Linked DNA regions of Mus musculus: regions 1 and 3 are each linked to region 2. The links are chromatin contacts, called in public promoter capture Hi-C maps. All regions are on one chromosome and are shown on one strand. Each heading gives the region's core, a stretch centred on a gene start, on an enhancer-like site or on the middle of the called end of the contact. The rest is flanking DNA. Distances are from core to core; before and after follow the strand shown. Region 1 overlaps Tram2 (translocating chain-associating membrane protein 2). Region 2 holds the start of Efhc1 (EF-hand domain (C-terminal) containing 1). Region 3 overlaps Tram2 (translocating chain-associating membrane protein 2).

Region 1 (4,850 bases), core at 1,707-4,206, 86 kb before region 2:
TGTGACCTCCACTTTCATACTTGGCTCTTGTGTGTGCTCACAGTTCACAGGTGCAAAACCTTGAGCGTCCGCTCAGTCGAAACAAGGCCATGCCCACTTTCTGCTCCAGCTCTCATACTGTAAACAAATCATCCTTTGTCATCTATTTAGGGCCACAGTTTTGCATTTTGTGGTGTTTGTGGGGATTTCATTCTTTACCATGGCCCTTAAGTATTTTGCTGACGTGCTATCCCTAATCTTAAGAAGGAGGCAGCGTGCCTTATGGAGAAGCCATGCCTCATTTGGACATGAGCTACAGTAGTCCTGTTGACCAAGAGTTTAGTGTTAATGAACCAGCAGTATGTATCAACTAAGGTGCCTTTTAGAAGCACACCTAAAGCAAGGTTGCATGTCGATCTCTTGGTGAAATGTGACTGGTTTTTAGCACCCTAACTTTGTATTTCCCTTGGTGCAGTGCTTTGGTGTTTGTGAGTTTCCATAGAACTGCCATGCATGAAAATCGACTATGTCTTGTTTGTTGGTTTTAAGTGTGATGGCTCCGAGACTTGGCTGTGTGTTAGACTGCTGATGAGCCAGCTCAACTGAACTCATTCAGCGGCTCATTTAGTTGCCTGGGGGGAAAGGGGTGCAGGGGAGGGGGTATGGCCTGGATATAGAAAAAATTCAAGTTCTTTCAGGGACTCTGCCAAAGGCATGGTTGAACAGAGGTCCTCTACACATAGAATTACAGTGCATCTGACAAATGGATGTTGGCCAACTTCAAGAGGGCTCAACTCGCCCCATTGAAGACCCATGGCTGCTCTAGGAGCAGGACAGCAGAAACCACAGCAGAAGTCTGTGGGTGTTTGAGGCCCTGGGCAGCACCTCTTCTAGCCTGACTCAGATGATCACAAGCCAGGAGAGAGTGGGCTCAGAGTTTTAGACCTGACGGGTCCCAAGGAACAGGCCTTTGGTGACAGAGGGCAGTTCCCACTAGAGACTAACGACCTACAGTTAAAGGAAGTGAGCTGCATTTCTTTTCTTTGTCTTAATCACCTAGCACTTACCTCTTCTGGGTTAGCTATTTGAAAGGGCATGCAATGAAAACTGAGAAGGTGGGATCCCTACCTTCAATTAGGAGGTGAGCTAATTGCCTGCTGTGGAGAAACGATAGCACAGCATAGTACAGTATTGGCTCTCCTGCCTATGAAGGAGTGATCTCGAGAAGTAGTGACCCTCACAGTTAAGGGTCAGCATGATGCATAAGAGAGATGCACATTGGTAAGTTATAAGGAGTAGTAGAGGAAGAGGGATCTAATGGCAGTTTTTAGGCTGGAGCCAAGCACATCATTGTAAAGAAAATGCAGGCATTTGGGCTGGAAGGGGGTCAGGGATGCAGAGCACTGTCTTAAGGACCAAAGGAATCAGTTTCAGGGGCTGCAGAGTGGAGAAGAGGACCTTCTCATACCTGTTCTTTCCTTACAAACTTGACAGAGGATGCACAAGGCATCAGCACGGATACAGGAAGACTCGGTACAGAGCTGCCTATAAGTAAATGATACCTCACTGAAGAGTAACGGCAGGATCTTTTCTCTTTTAAAGGTGATGGTTGGATCTGTAGGATAGGCTAAAGGCAGACACCATCCATCCTTCACTTGTTTCCACACTGCCTTGGCCATGGGCTGGTGTATCCCTCCCTCCCTAGCCCCACTCTCTGCAGACAACTTTCTGACCTCTATGTTTGGAGGGTTTTCCATAACCCTTGACTGAGGAGGTGTCTTCAGAGCCTCTGGGGAAGTGACTTTCTTCACCTGACCCTGTGCGTGCCTCACGGAGCACTTCTTGGTCCTGGCTGGACATCTCTGGAATTTGAAAGAATGCCACTAGAGAGCTCGGTACCAGGCCAGTCAATAGTACACAGCAGAGGCACTGCACATATCCACAACTCTATAGACAAGAAGAGATTTGGTTCAGGGTTTGAAATGACTTCCGCATAGTTACATAGCTACTCAGCAAGCAAACATAGACAATTTCTGCATCTCAGCTTCAAGTCCACATTTTGCCATCTCACACCTGCTTGAAACTGTCTCAGAACTAATTTGACTATTTGTAACCAGATGGGGACCACAGTCATGTAAAGATAGCTTTCAGAAAACAAAACAAAGAAAACACCAAAAAACCAAACCAGTATTGTGGGGTTTGTGAGGTCTCATTCCCAGTTTGACAGAGGGGAATATGTGAAATTAACAGCTAGAACCCACTGTTTCTGAAGCTTAAGTTAACATCAGGGCTACTGCCCAGTGTGTAGGCAACCGAAACGTCCAAGAAGTCTGGCTTTGGCACCTTTAAGCTGTGACCTTCCACAGAACTGGGTGCCCAGAACTGAGTCAGTACATGAACGAGTGAACAAATTGTTCTGCCTGTCAATACAGCTTGCTTCATACAGCAAGTGAACACATGTGTAGCCATCATCTGGGGCCCAGGGCTGCGTTTCTCTGCAGTGCAGGTACTGGGAGTGGTGGCTCAGAGCTGGTGTTAACTCTGGGGTAGGCAGAAGCCTGCACCCTGGAGGGGTGGCTCAGAACTGTGTTAACTCTGGGGTGGGTAGAAGCCTGGATCCTGGAGAGGTGGCTCAGAGCTGGTGTTAACTATGGGGTGGGCTCAGAACTGTGTTAACTCTGGGGTGGGTAGAAGCCTGGATCCTGGAGAGGTGGCTCAGAGCTGGTGTTAACTCTGGGGTGGGCTCAGAACTGTGTTAACTCTGGGGTGGGTAGAAGCCTGGATCCTGGAGAGGTGGCTCAGAACTGTGTTAACTCTGGGGTGGGTAGAAGCCTGCATCCTGGAGTGGTGGCTCAGAATTGTGTTAACTCCAGGGTGGGTAGAAGCCTGCACCCTGGAGAGGTGGCTCAGAGCTGGTGTTAACTCCAGGGTGGGCAGAAGCCAGCATCCTGGAGTGGCTGTAGGAGGAGGCCTGGCTTGTTCTTTTCATGTGGCCCAGGGAGTAAACAGAAACCTTGTCCTTTGTTTTCCAGGTCACAGCCAAGACTGCCTTCCTATTTATTTTACCTCAGTATAACATTAGTGTGCCTACAGCAGGTAAGAAAAACTGTTCCTTATCCCTCCGGGTCCTGTTAACCCTGAAGGACTGGGGAAGATTTCTCTGTTTTTCTCTATGCCTGTGACCTTTCCCTTGGGCTCCAGTGTGCTCCCCAAGTCAGGTGGCAGCAGTTCCTGCCCTCTGTTCTCTACCGTAGGACCTGAACAAAAAAGTACCACGGTATGGGGTGCTACGTGTGCTTCTAGCCCTTTCCTCTAAAGTAGGTGGTGTTGATGTCTGTCAGGAATGTCCACTGATCAAGAGCATGGCCTTTCTTTTTAAGTTTTCCATGAAGAAAGTGGGTTAGATGTACTTCAGTGGAGCATAAAAACATGGCGGGAAGGAAGGTCTGTACTCGGAAGAGCCACAAGAGTGGCTCTACAGTTGCCCTTATCATCACTGTGACCAAATACCTAAGAGAAACAACCTCAAGGACGGAAAGGTATATTTGGGCTCCCACTTTCAGGTGCTCTTGTCATGGCTGCTTGGGTCTGTGTACTTAAGCCATAATGGTGGCAGAAGCATGTGACAGAGGATAGCTGTTCAGCCCATGACAATAAAGGAAGCAGAGAAAGGGTAAATAGAGGAAGGAGGCTGGGGGCAAGGTACCTGCAAGGGTCTACTTCTCCTAGGTAAGTCCCTGCCATCTGCCCCATTTCCCAGTGATCTTATCCTGTTACGATGGTACGAAGGGATTCCTCGTTTGGTTAGGTCAGAGTCCTCATGGTCTGACGTGGGGATGCGCCCAATCTCCAGACATTCCTCAGTCTATTCAAGTAGATAATCAAGTCAAGTCAGCTCAGGAGATGAGTCATCTCCCTCTTGAGATGGTTTCGATCCCAAGAGCACCAGAAGACATTTCATCTTATGTATAAACACCTCACCTTTAAATGTTGGCAGCTACTTGGGTGAACGCCATGCAGGAAAGTCAACAGAAAGAAGTCTTATGCATCTGCTGGCCAGGTTCAGCTTTGGGGCCGTATTTCTGCAGCCTTGGCTTTTCTGAGGTCTCAGCCTTGGAATGAGGCATCCCTCGGTCCCAGCTGTAAAATACCAGGTTCCCCCTTGATGAAGGAAGGAGGGGAGTTTGCTTGCCAAGTTAGTTCTCCTCTCATCATTTGGGAGACGTTGAATGGTCTTCACTTTTATATGAGGGTCTTTATCTGGCTCTGGGGCAGTGTCTCGGGGAGGTGAGTGTATGACTCTGGCTCATGGAACTGTAGCCATGAATTTCACACGAGCATATTCCTGTAACCAATCTAGCCAGACAATGAGGGGATCCTTGTTTTGGGTACATAGTATAGTTCCTGTTTTGGAGAGTCAAACTGAGAGGTTCTGGTAAGGGAGGAAGAACATTCTTGGCTGTGGGAAGTGAGACTTGAGAGCATCTCTCTGCCCGGGGAACTTGCAAAATGTTTGGTATTAGAGTGTTACAGATCTTTCCCACGTGATAATAATGGTTCTAGTCTAACATTTTGAAAGTCTTAACAGTGAGCAAGTGGCCCACCCGTCCTTCCTCCCTTCCAGTTCTCCTTCCCCTTCTCCTTTCATTCCCTCCTCTCCCCTGCCTCCCTCCTTTTTCTTTCTTCCACTGGAAGAGGCCTCTTACTGAAGCTAGCTTGGTTGGGAGCATTTTGCTTTCCTTCTTTCTTCTTTCCTGAAAGTCATAGACTGGTTTAGTCATTCCATTAATCCTTTGGAACTTTAAGGTAACATCTTCTCTCGGGTGACAAAAATCAAAAATGAAGGAGACATGGCTTCATGATAAAATCAC
Region 2 (4,581 bases), core at 760-3,259:
TGAAAAGAGAGAGAAACCCTGTCTCAAACAAACAAACAAACAAACAAACAGGAATCACATTGAATGAGCTTGTAGCTTTAAAAGATGACCATCTTAATACAAGACTAGAAGAGAGTCTGAGAGTCTCACCACATTTTCAACTAAAATTGAAATCTGTGTCCCCTAGAAAACAAGTAGATGAAATAATTTGCCTTAAGAAATGGAAAGAGAAATGTAAGAGTCTGAATCATTAAACCGTATAAATACAAATGACCACTGGCTTACCTATGGTCATCGTCACCCAATCTTAATGTTGACTCTTCAGAATTACTTCTGTAACTCTGATAATTTTTTTAAATGCCGAATGCTTTTGAGAGTTAGGGTTGGGAGTGTAGCTCTGTTGTTAGAGTGTTTGTCTGACACAAAGATCTGTCTTTGGTGACCTGCCTGTAACCCCACACTTAGGAGCCCAGAGGATCAGTTCCAGATCAGCCCAGACTATATAGTGTGTGAAGTCAACTGGGACTGCTTGAGACCTGGTGTCGAAAGAAATGAACAAACAGTTAACCTATGTTAGGAGGAAACTAAGAACCCAAATTACTGTTATCACTTGGCTTTGATATGATAGGACGTGTTTGTTGTTGTTGGGGTGGTTTGTTCTGAGCATGTGTGTGTGGGGGGATATGAGTGTATATGCACATGCCTGTTTGCATGTATGTGGAAATACATATGAAAGACCAAAGTTGGCATGGGTAGGCTGCATCAGGTAAGGGTCAGTCTAGCTAAGCGTCTTGCTTGGGTATTAAGGATCTGAACTCCACTCCTCTTATGAGAGCAGCAAGTGCTTTATCCTCTGAGCCACTTCCTTTTCACGAAGCTCCTGTTCTGTCTGGTTTGGATCTGCTGTCGTTTGGAGACAGTGACTAGCTATGTAGCCCAGGCTAGACTCAAATTGGCCACCCGTATGCCTCAGCTTCCTGAAAGCTGAGATTACGAATGTGCATCGCCACCCTGGACTTTATTTAATTTAATATTTAATTTCATCTAGATGATGACTATAAACAGTTGGGGCAAAGGAGTAAAATGCAATCTGAACGGGAGCCCTGTGTGTTGGCATGTCTTTAATCCAAGCAGTCTGCAGGCCGAGGCAGGTGGTTCTCAGGTTCAAGGCCAGCCTAGGCTGCAGACAAGATAAAACAACAACCTCCCCCCCCACACACACACACAGTCTGAAAATGAATCATGTGTGTAAGTACACACACACGGGCTACAGAAAGAGAAACATTAAGTGGTTCATTCCTATGGTTGAGACGGAAGAAATACAAGGAGAGGAGGAAGAATGCTTTACAGAGAAAAACTACAAGAAAACCAGCATGTGGGGGCGGCGGGAGGTGGGGGATTCAATTCTAGGGAAGGCTGTAGCTGGAGAGAAAAGTGACCCTTAACTCAAAAGGCCAGAGACTGGGGTGGGGACCCGTCAGGAAAGGAGTACGTGGAAAAGATGCATACACATAGAGGAAAGGGGTTGAAGGGCAGTGACCCTGAGGATTCAGAAGCGGTGAGACAAATCCAGAATGAGGCTGCTGTGGAGAGACGGTAGGAGAGGATGAAGGCGCTGAGTAGGGTTACAGTGCAGCTGGGGAGAGGCCTGGAGACAGCCTGGGGTAATCGGGCCAGAAGGCAGGTAGATGGGGCAGTAAAGAAAGAACAGGGCCACGGTGAGGACCCAGGAGGGTGAGTGGACTACCAAGAGGCCAAGCAAAATCGGCAGAGGCTGGGATGCGCGAGGACGACGGAGCCTGCGGAATGAAGGAGCGCAGAGGCGAGCCAAGTGGAGAACCCTTCGGGCTGGCCCTCACCGTGGAGTCTGTAAAGGACGAGCCCGGGAGAAAGGGCAGGCCGTGCACCGGGTTGGTCCCCATCGCTGCCCTGCAGCTGCCACCTCGGTTGCCTTTTGCCGCTCGGGTTACCCTGGCAACAAACTGCACTCGCGGGCCTCTCCAGACTCCCTGGTAACGCCAAACACACTAGTCGAGAGAGGGGAGGAGCGGCGGGGAGGAGGGGAGGATGTTAGGGGGCGGGGAAAGGGAGGCGGAGGCCAGGTCTGCGCCTGCGCACAGCACTACTGACTCTAGTGGCCACAGGACGTGGCTAATGGGTGTGGCAGAGGCGGCTCCGCCCCCTTTCTTTCCCATACTTTTCCCTTTCTCCTCAGCCCCCACTTCCTGGCTCCCAGAGGATGCAACCTAGGGGTGGGCTGAAGAAAGCGGATGTTCTTAGGCCTTGGCTCGCGCAGTGAGGTCTGGGATTGGACCACGTCCCTTTAGATCAGTTGTTACAAAGAAGTTCCTTGCTCCACGTTAGTCCTCCCAAGAGCTCAGGCACCCTTTCTCTGGGGAAAGAGCTGCTGTCCTAGTCCAGACACAATGTACAGTGGTTGCTCCCCAGTGAAAGCGCTAAATACTTCAGACTCATCAAATTATGAGGCAAGGGCTGTGGATTAGATTATAATCGACTGCATTTTCGTTGCTCAGACTTGATCCGATTTGAAGCCCCAGTCTTTCCACGGCTTCCTGGTCCCCTCTTAGCTATCTGTTCCACCGTAGATTCCTATAGATTGTGTGCTGAGGTCTCAGAACTTTACTGGGTATCTGTTGACTGAAAAGCTGGAGAGTGCCTACGCCTACCTTAGTCCTTGCTTTATAGCTATAGCATCAGTGATACATAAGAACCACAGAGGAAGAGAGAACCTTCAAAGAGAGACCGAGTCATGAGAAAGAAGTAATTCAGGGGAGTGAAATATTGTCAGGGTCATGTGTACTGCAGAGTATAGCATTTTCTGGACAACTTTTTTTTTTTCCTTTAAAAAAAAAGTGACCCCATTCCTGAAAGATCATCAGGAAAAGAAAGAAACCAAGAGTCTGTCAGCATGGGGAAATAAAAGGGAAGCTAAGATGCCCAGAGATTTTTTTCCATTATGTCTCAAATTTCCTAGGAGTTTGGTCTTTATAACATGTTTTCTGACCTAGGAATTTAGAGAAACGGTAGAGTAGTAAGCCTGAGGGAGAGTATCATGGGTCATTTGCTGCCACCAGTTAAGATGGCAGCTGCATTAGTCAGGGTTCCCTAGAGGAGCAGAACTGATGGAATGAATAAACACATTGATTGATGTTGGCTGTAGGTGCCGAAGTAAATAGAGAAGCTTACCAAGATGCTAAGCCTTCATTTTCTGAAGGGGCAAGAGGGTTCATCCTTCTTGGAAAAGGCTGGCATCCCGCTAGCTCACTCCAGTGACTTTGTTCAAATATTATACAAGCTTAATTGGGGCTGGGAAGGTTCTAGCTACCAAAGTTATCTTGCCTTTGCTGCCCATGAGAGCAGACGAGCCTTTTGATCACTGCTAGCTATAATCAAAAGTAAGAACTCCAGGTTTGCTAGGAGCACCTTAAAACCAAGGTTGGTACAGCTGCAAGCTCTCACATAGGACCAAGTGCAGATTCTCTAGAGAGAGACGACATTTCCTCAGGTTTCAAACAGTCTCAAAATAATTTTTAGCTTCTACTAATTGACCCAAACATAGCGAAGACTTTGCTGAAACATTTCAATTAAATCCAGACATAAAGGTTTTACCATACCTTTCATTTAAAGCCAGACATAAATGCTTTACTGTACCTATCACTACAAACACACACACACACACACACACACACACACACACACAAACACACCACACATGGACACACCATACACACATGAACACACTGGATTTTGGTTTATTAGAGTGCCTTACAGGCTGTCATCCAGCTAGTCCAACAGCTGTCTATCAACCAAGGGTCCAAGAATTCAGTAGTTGTTCAGTACACAAGGCTGGATGTCTCAGCTGGATGTCTTCAGTATATGCCAGAGTCCCAAAGAAGTAGACTCTAATGTCAGTGAAGGAAGGGACTTGCTAGTCAGAGCAAGCAGGCAAAGAGAGAGCCAGCCTCCTCCTTCCACATCCTTTATATAGGCTGCAAGCAGAAGGTGTGGCCCAGATTAAAGGTGGATCTTCCCACCTCACGAGATCTTAAGGGTGCGTCTTCTGACTCCAAATTATTTCATTAAGAAAAATCTCTTACAAGTATATCCAGCCACTTGGGGTTTAGCGAATCCCAGATAGTGTCAGGTTGACAAGCAAGAATAGATACCATATCTGCTTTGCCTTTATGGCTGCTTATCACAGCAAATCATCCTGTGGGTTTCACTAACTGGCATGAAGCTTCAGGGGCCAGGGTGAGAATGCAGTAAGTAACAGCTAAAGATGTTACTGGAGAAGGCTATGCTTAACTCACAAAATTCTTTTCCTGTACTTCTTCCTTTCTCTCTACTATTGTTCATTCATGTCTTCCTCCTCCTCCTCCTTCTCCTTTACCTTCTTTTCTTCTTTTAAGACAGCATTTCATTATGTATTTCTTGCTGACCTCCTGAAATTCTCCACGAAGCCCAGACTTACAGAGATTTGTCTATTTAATTAAAACTTTCAATGAATTGACTAGCATCACAGCAGTTGCTGAAAATTTTAAAAAGTTCCCACCATTGCACCGTCCCCAAGCCAGTGACGAG
Region 3 (4,561 bases), core at 2,046-4,545, 110 kb before region 2:
TTCCTGGAGGATGGATCAGCCTCTGTAACAGGTAAAGGAGCACTAAACATCTGGTTTGCTCTCATGCCATATTCAGCAAGTGGATGGGAAAGGAGGACTGGTACTTAGTTGATAAATATCTTATCAAAACTTTTGCCTACATTTTTAATCATGCTATATTTACAGGTCAGTGATTTTCAGAGCAGTCGCCAGTTTTTTTCAGCTCACATTATCACAGTTTAGAACATTTGCCTCCTTCCTCAAAGAAACGTTAGCATCCATTCCTCATGGTTGCTTCGCTCCCATGTCAGCACCCAGAAACCACTAATCTCTCTCTGGGCTTGCCTGTTCTGAACATTTTATATAAATGCAATCATACTACATATGGCCTTCAGGCCTGGCTTTTATTTAGCATAATGTTTTTGAGATTTATGCACGCCATAGCACACATCAGTATTTCATTCACTCTGTGTCTGACTTGTTCCATTGTATGAAGATACCATGTGTGGCTTGCCCATTTGATCAACATTTGAGCTTTTCTGCTCTTTGAGAATTATGAATAATGCCTCTCTGAACACTCCTCTGTAGGCACTGGTGTAGATAGCATGTGCTTGGTTCTCCTGAGTGTATCCCTTTGAGCGGAGTTGCTAGGTCAGTACATAATTCCCATGTAGGCGAGGAGCCAGGGTTGAAAGTGTATTGAACAGACTGTCCTTTTAACTCAAGGGTTTTATCTCCAGGCCAGTACTGTATATATCACCATTATCCCGCCTTCACCCAGCAGTTACTGGAGTTATATTTGATGGACTGTGGGGTGCTCGTCTGCAACTCACAGGCAGATGTCTGAGTTCATACAACAGCGATGTTTACTGCTTTCCTCTCGCTCTGTGCTTTGCTGACTATGGAGGCTGATGGACGCTTATCTTGCCCCGATACCATCATTCATTTCAAGCCATCTAACTATCCATCTGTGTTGACCCACTTATCAAATTATGGCTGTAGCCATGCAGGGGCACACTGTAGCTGTTCAAAACGTGATGAGGCCATCCGTGCCTTATGTATTGGCGTGGACTGATGCCTGTGGAAAATATTGGCTGGAGATTAGCATGTATAGCACTGGCCCATTTTAATAAAAAGCTTATGTTTATGAAGGCAGAGGCAAAGCCAAGAAAGGTCCAAACAGACTGGGAGGAAGGCTACAGGAGATGTTTTAGCTTTCAGTGATGTGTTTCTCCCCCAGGAGGTGTGTATAGCTTTTGAATTGATTTCACACCCCCACTTCTCTCTCACAGACACAAAGCATTGCTAATAAAATCCACCGGAAGCACTAGGCATTGATCTAAGATGTAGGCTATATTGCCAGCTCTGCGTTTGGGATGACTCTATGCATCGGAGGGCAAGGATTTTCCCCTAAAACCTGTTGTTTCTGTTACATGCCTTTTCCTTGGGAGTTCCCAGAACCGCTCATGGGAGCTGGTAGACTCTGGTTAGAGGCATGTTGGACTCCTCTTGGAGAGTCATGTGTCATATAAATTTGTGGATTGTTTTGAGGCAGGCTCTCATGTGGCTCAGGCTGGCTTCAAACTTACTATATAGCTGAGGTTTTGAGCTCCCCACCTCTTGCCTCTACTTGCTAGCACCGATATGATAGGCACACGTATTTTATTATGGGAGTATCCGGTTCTTCTCAGACCTGAGTGATCATCTCTCTTCAAGTGGTGAGCAGTGTTTCTGACAGGTAGCACTCGATGGAAGGCCTCTTTGTAGCAGATGCTGAGCATTGAAGGTGTCCAACTCTCAGTGAGCGCGAGTGTCAGTTGACACGGTCATGGTTGAACTTGAAATCCAGAGTTTGGGGGCTGGAGAGATGGCTCAGTGGTTAAGAGCACTGACTGCTCTTCCGAAGGTCCTGAGTTCAAATCCCAGCAACTACATGGTGGCCCACAACCATCAGTAATGAGATCTGATGCCCTCCTCCGGAGTGTCTGAAGACAGCTACAGTGTACTCACATAAAATAAATAAATACCCTTTTAAAAAAAGATAAAGAAAAAAAGAAAACCAGAGTTTGGGTGAGTTAGGGAGGGTGGCTTCATGGGTGGGTTGGAAGTCCATGTCTGGCCTTCTGTGCGTTTTATTGGATCCTGTGGGAAAGAACCCATCCTCCTGTGGCATTTCATTTCCATAGGTCATGATTCATTGTTGATCGGTTACTAATTGATCCTCCCCCAGATCCTAAATTCTTCAGCCTACAATACCAGATGTTCTTCAAGCAACCACTTCTTCATCCTCTTCTTCCTCCATTGTCATCCTAATATGTACCGTTATGTTCTTAAAGTGATTGCAGGAAAATTGAGATTAATAGAAAGAGAGCCATCTGGGCCATTCTGAGGTATATCACCATGGTTCTGAGTGTAGTCTAGGGTCCAGTCAGTCTCCAAAACTGTTCTCATTTGCTTCTTAGGCATTTCTCGAGCACCTCCTGGGAGACAGTGAAGACAGACTTCTTTCTGGGTGTGACGGTACACACCTGTAATCCCACCAGTTGGGAAACTTAGATAGGGGGATTACCATGTATAGGGGGACTTCCTGGACCCACTGGCGGTCTAAATAATGACATGGAGACTTACTCATTTTTACTAGTGCTTAGGCTACCTCCTAGCTAGCTTGTCACTTAATTGTATTATCCTAGTCCATGACACTCTACCAACTATTTTTTCACCTCCCTCTCCATCCCTGTATATCTGATCACCTCTGGATACCGCTGGTGAATCTTCCTGCTTCTGCTTCTTCTCCCAGAGACCCTCTCTCAGCCTGCTAGTCCCACCTTCCCTTTCCTGCCGAGCTATTGGCTGTCAGCTGTTTCTTTCAAAATCCTGAGGCAAGTGATAAGCCTTAAGAATAACAATATCAAAATCTGGCCAGTACTCACTCTCTGCCCATTCAGCCATCAACAATTGAATACACAAACACAACCTTTATACAGCGTACAAGAAGGTAACCCCAGCAGCCATGAGTTTGAGGTGAGTGACCTGGGGCTACAAAACAAACAGACATTCTTCCACCCAGTCTCGGATGGATCTGAGTCAGGGTGAGAATTCAGCATGGACAGAGAAATAAAGTACATATTAAAGAGCTGGATCCTTGGTGGGCTTCTGGGCCTCAACTTAAACCATGTTCTCATCAACCAAGACTTGGGGTTGCCTCTCCTCAGCTCCATGGCTATACAGATTGTCTAGAAGGATTGCAGTTTGTGCTCTGTGGCGCCCTGGGAAGTATCAGGGCCTGTTACCAAGTCTGTGGATGAAGCCAGTGTGAGTGTCTGGAACTTTGCTCCATAGCCATGCCCATGTGGCCTGTGGAGGGGGCAGGGCAGGAGAAGGACACCTCTGCCAAAACCAGAACTTCACCAAACCCCAAATCAACGGTTTGCCCAAATATAGCCTCCTGGCCCTGAATTCAGCCATGATGCATAAACTAAATATACTGTCTTTCAGTTTGGAGGCCTGGCTTCCTCCAGGGGTGACTGCAGTAATTATTATAAAGTGCTTTTTCTCAATTTGTCTTGGAAAAATGTCCATGGTGATGTGGCCCAAGGGTCACGTGTAAAACTAAAGTCCTTAGTGAGGATGGGCTGCAGGTAGCATCTGGCTTTTGCTCTTCCACAGTGGCCTTTCAGCAGTGGTGGCTTCGCATTCGGTGTGTAGACTCCCGTGCAGAAGGAGGCTGTCACTCTGGAGGCTCTCCCTGCATGCTCAGTCCTTAGAAGAGACAGACTTGAGTCCCCATTGCTTTCTCTGTGGATTTGCACTTTGAATCTCTAGTTTGTGTTGCCACGTTGTGTCAAGCTTGTAAAGGTCGAGCTGGAGGGGGGGGGGGGTGGGACATGTGTCCGAGGTGTCACTGCTGATTGAATCTAAAGCCCTTGCTTTTCCTCATGTAGGAGGACAGCTTGGTTAAGATACTTAATTGGACCCATTTTCTTCTCAGTAAAAGGGGATAAAAGTACTTGTACTGCCTCTTACAGATTGTCACCGGAGCAAGCCGAGCTCAGAACACATGTGTAGTGTTTTAAACCAAGTCTGATACATACTGAGGTCTCAGTCTGCTGAGTTCGTTGTGCCTAAAAACTAATTCCATAAATATTGTCCCTATAACTAATCTGCCATTTGCCTGCCTTTCTTACGTTCCTTTGAGGCAGGGCCTTGCTATGTAACCCTGCTTGGCATGGTGCTGGGTAGCCCAGGCTGGCCTCAAACTCACAGCATTCTTCCTGCCTCACCTTTCTGAGTGCCAAGATTTTAGTGCTGTACCACTGTTTTAGTTTGGGTTTTATTGCTGTGAAGAGACACCATGACCAAGGCAACTCTTACAAGGGACAACATTAAATTGTGTCTGGCTTACAGTTTGAGCTGTTCAGGCCATTATCCTCAAGGCAGGAAGCATGGGTGCTGGAGAAGGAGCCGAAATGTCTGTGTCTTAATCCAGAGGCAGCCAGAAGAGCTTGAACATAGGTGCTCTGAAAGCCTCTGCCCACAGTGATGCACTTCCTCTAACAAGGCCACACCTATTCCAAAGACGCCA

What was found. Promoter capture Hi-C pulls out the DNA fragments that hold promoters and counts their contacts.
Region 1: a contact with region 2 is called in a promoter capture Hi-C map of liver, with 2.1 times the contacts expected there. The contact joins the enhancer-like site here to the promoter of Efhc1 in region 2. A contact is called at or near these places in 3 of 39 promoter capture datasets (liver, macrophages and maxillary cranial neural crest), 2 of 484 Hi-C or Micro-C datasets (muscle stem cells and pancreatic cancer cells) and 3 of 9 other capture datasets (adipose tissue, liver and pancreatic islet).
Region 3: a promoter capture Hi-C map of liver shows a contact between it and region 2. The contact joins the enhancer-like site here to the promoter of Efhc1 in region 2. A contact is called at or near these places in 8 of 39 promoter capture datasets (the C10 cell line, the HPC-7 cell line, HPC-7-derived erythroid cells and 5 more), 4 of 484 Hi-C or Micro-C datasets (embryonic stem cells, muscle stem cells, olfactory sensory neurons and 1 more), 3 of 115 datasets of contacts at active chromatin or transcription factors (embryonic stem cells, extraembryonic endoderm stem cells and microglia) and 4 of 9 other capture datasets (adipose tissue, liver, macrophages and 1 more).

What each region holds. Positions count from the first base shown.
Region 1 is chr1:21,035,622-21,040,471 of GRCm38.p6, reverse strand. Tram2 (translocating chain-associating membrane protein 2) reads left to right here. Exons shown (of 11, transcript NM_177409.3): 2 at 3,012-3,075. Among named protein-coding and RNA genes, the nearest start is that of Tram2, 41 kb to the left of the region's middle. Within about 2 kb of position 2,956, at least 42 of the 459 cell types and tissues checked have an H3K27ac peak or open chromatin away from gene starts, as enhancers often do. A contact at or near this core is called in adipose tissue, liver and muscle stem cells, where this site is marked.
Region 2 is chr1:20,949,054-20,953,634 of GRCm38.p6, reverse strand. Efhc1 (EF-hand domain (C-terminal) containing 1) reads right to left here and starts at 2,009. Exons shown (of 11, transcript NM_027974.1): 1 at 1,839-2,009. The coding sequence starts at 1,901. The region is part of intron 1 of Gm51618 (a long non-coding RNA gene); the gene reads left to right.
Region 3 is chr1:21,058,330-21,062,890 of GRCm38.p6, reverse strand. All of the region lies in intron 1 of Tram2 (translocating chain-associating membrane protein 2), which reads left to right. Among named protein-coding and RNA genes, the nearest start is that of Tram2, 19 kb to the left of the region's middle. Within about 2 kb of position 3,295, at least 7 of the 459 cell types and tissues checked have an H3K27ac peak or open chromatin away from gene starts, as enhancers often do. A contact at or near this core is called in adipose tissue and liver, where this site is marked.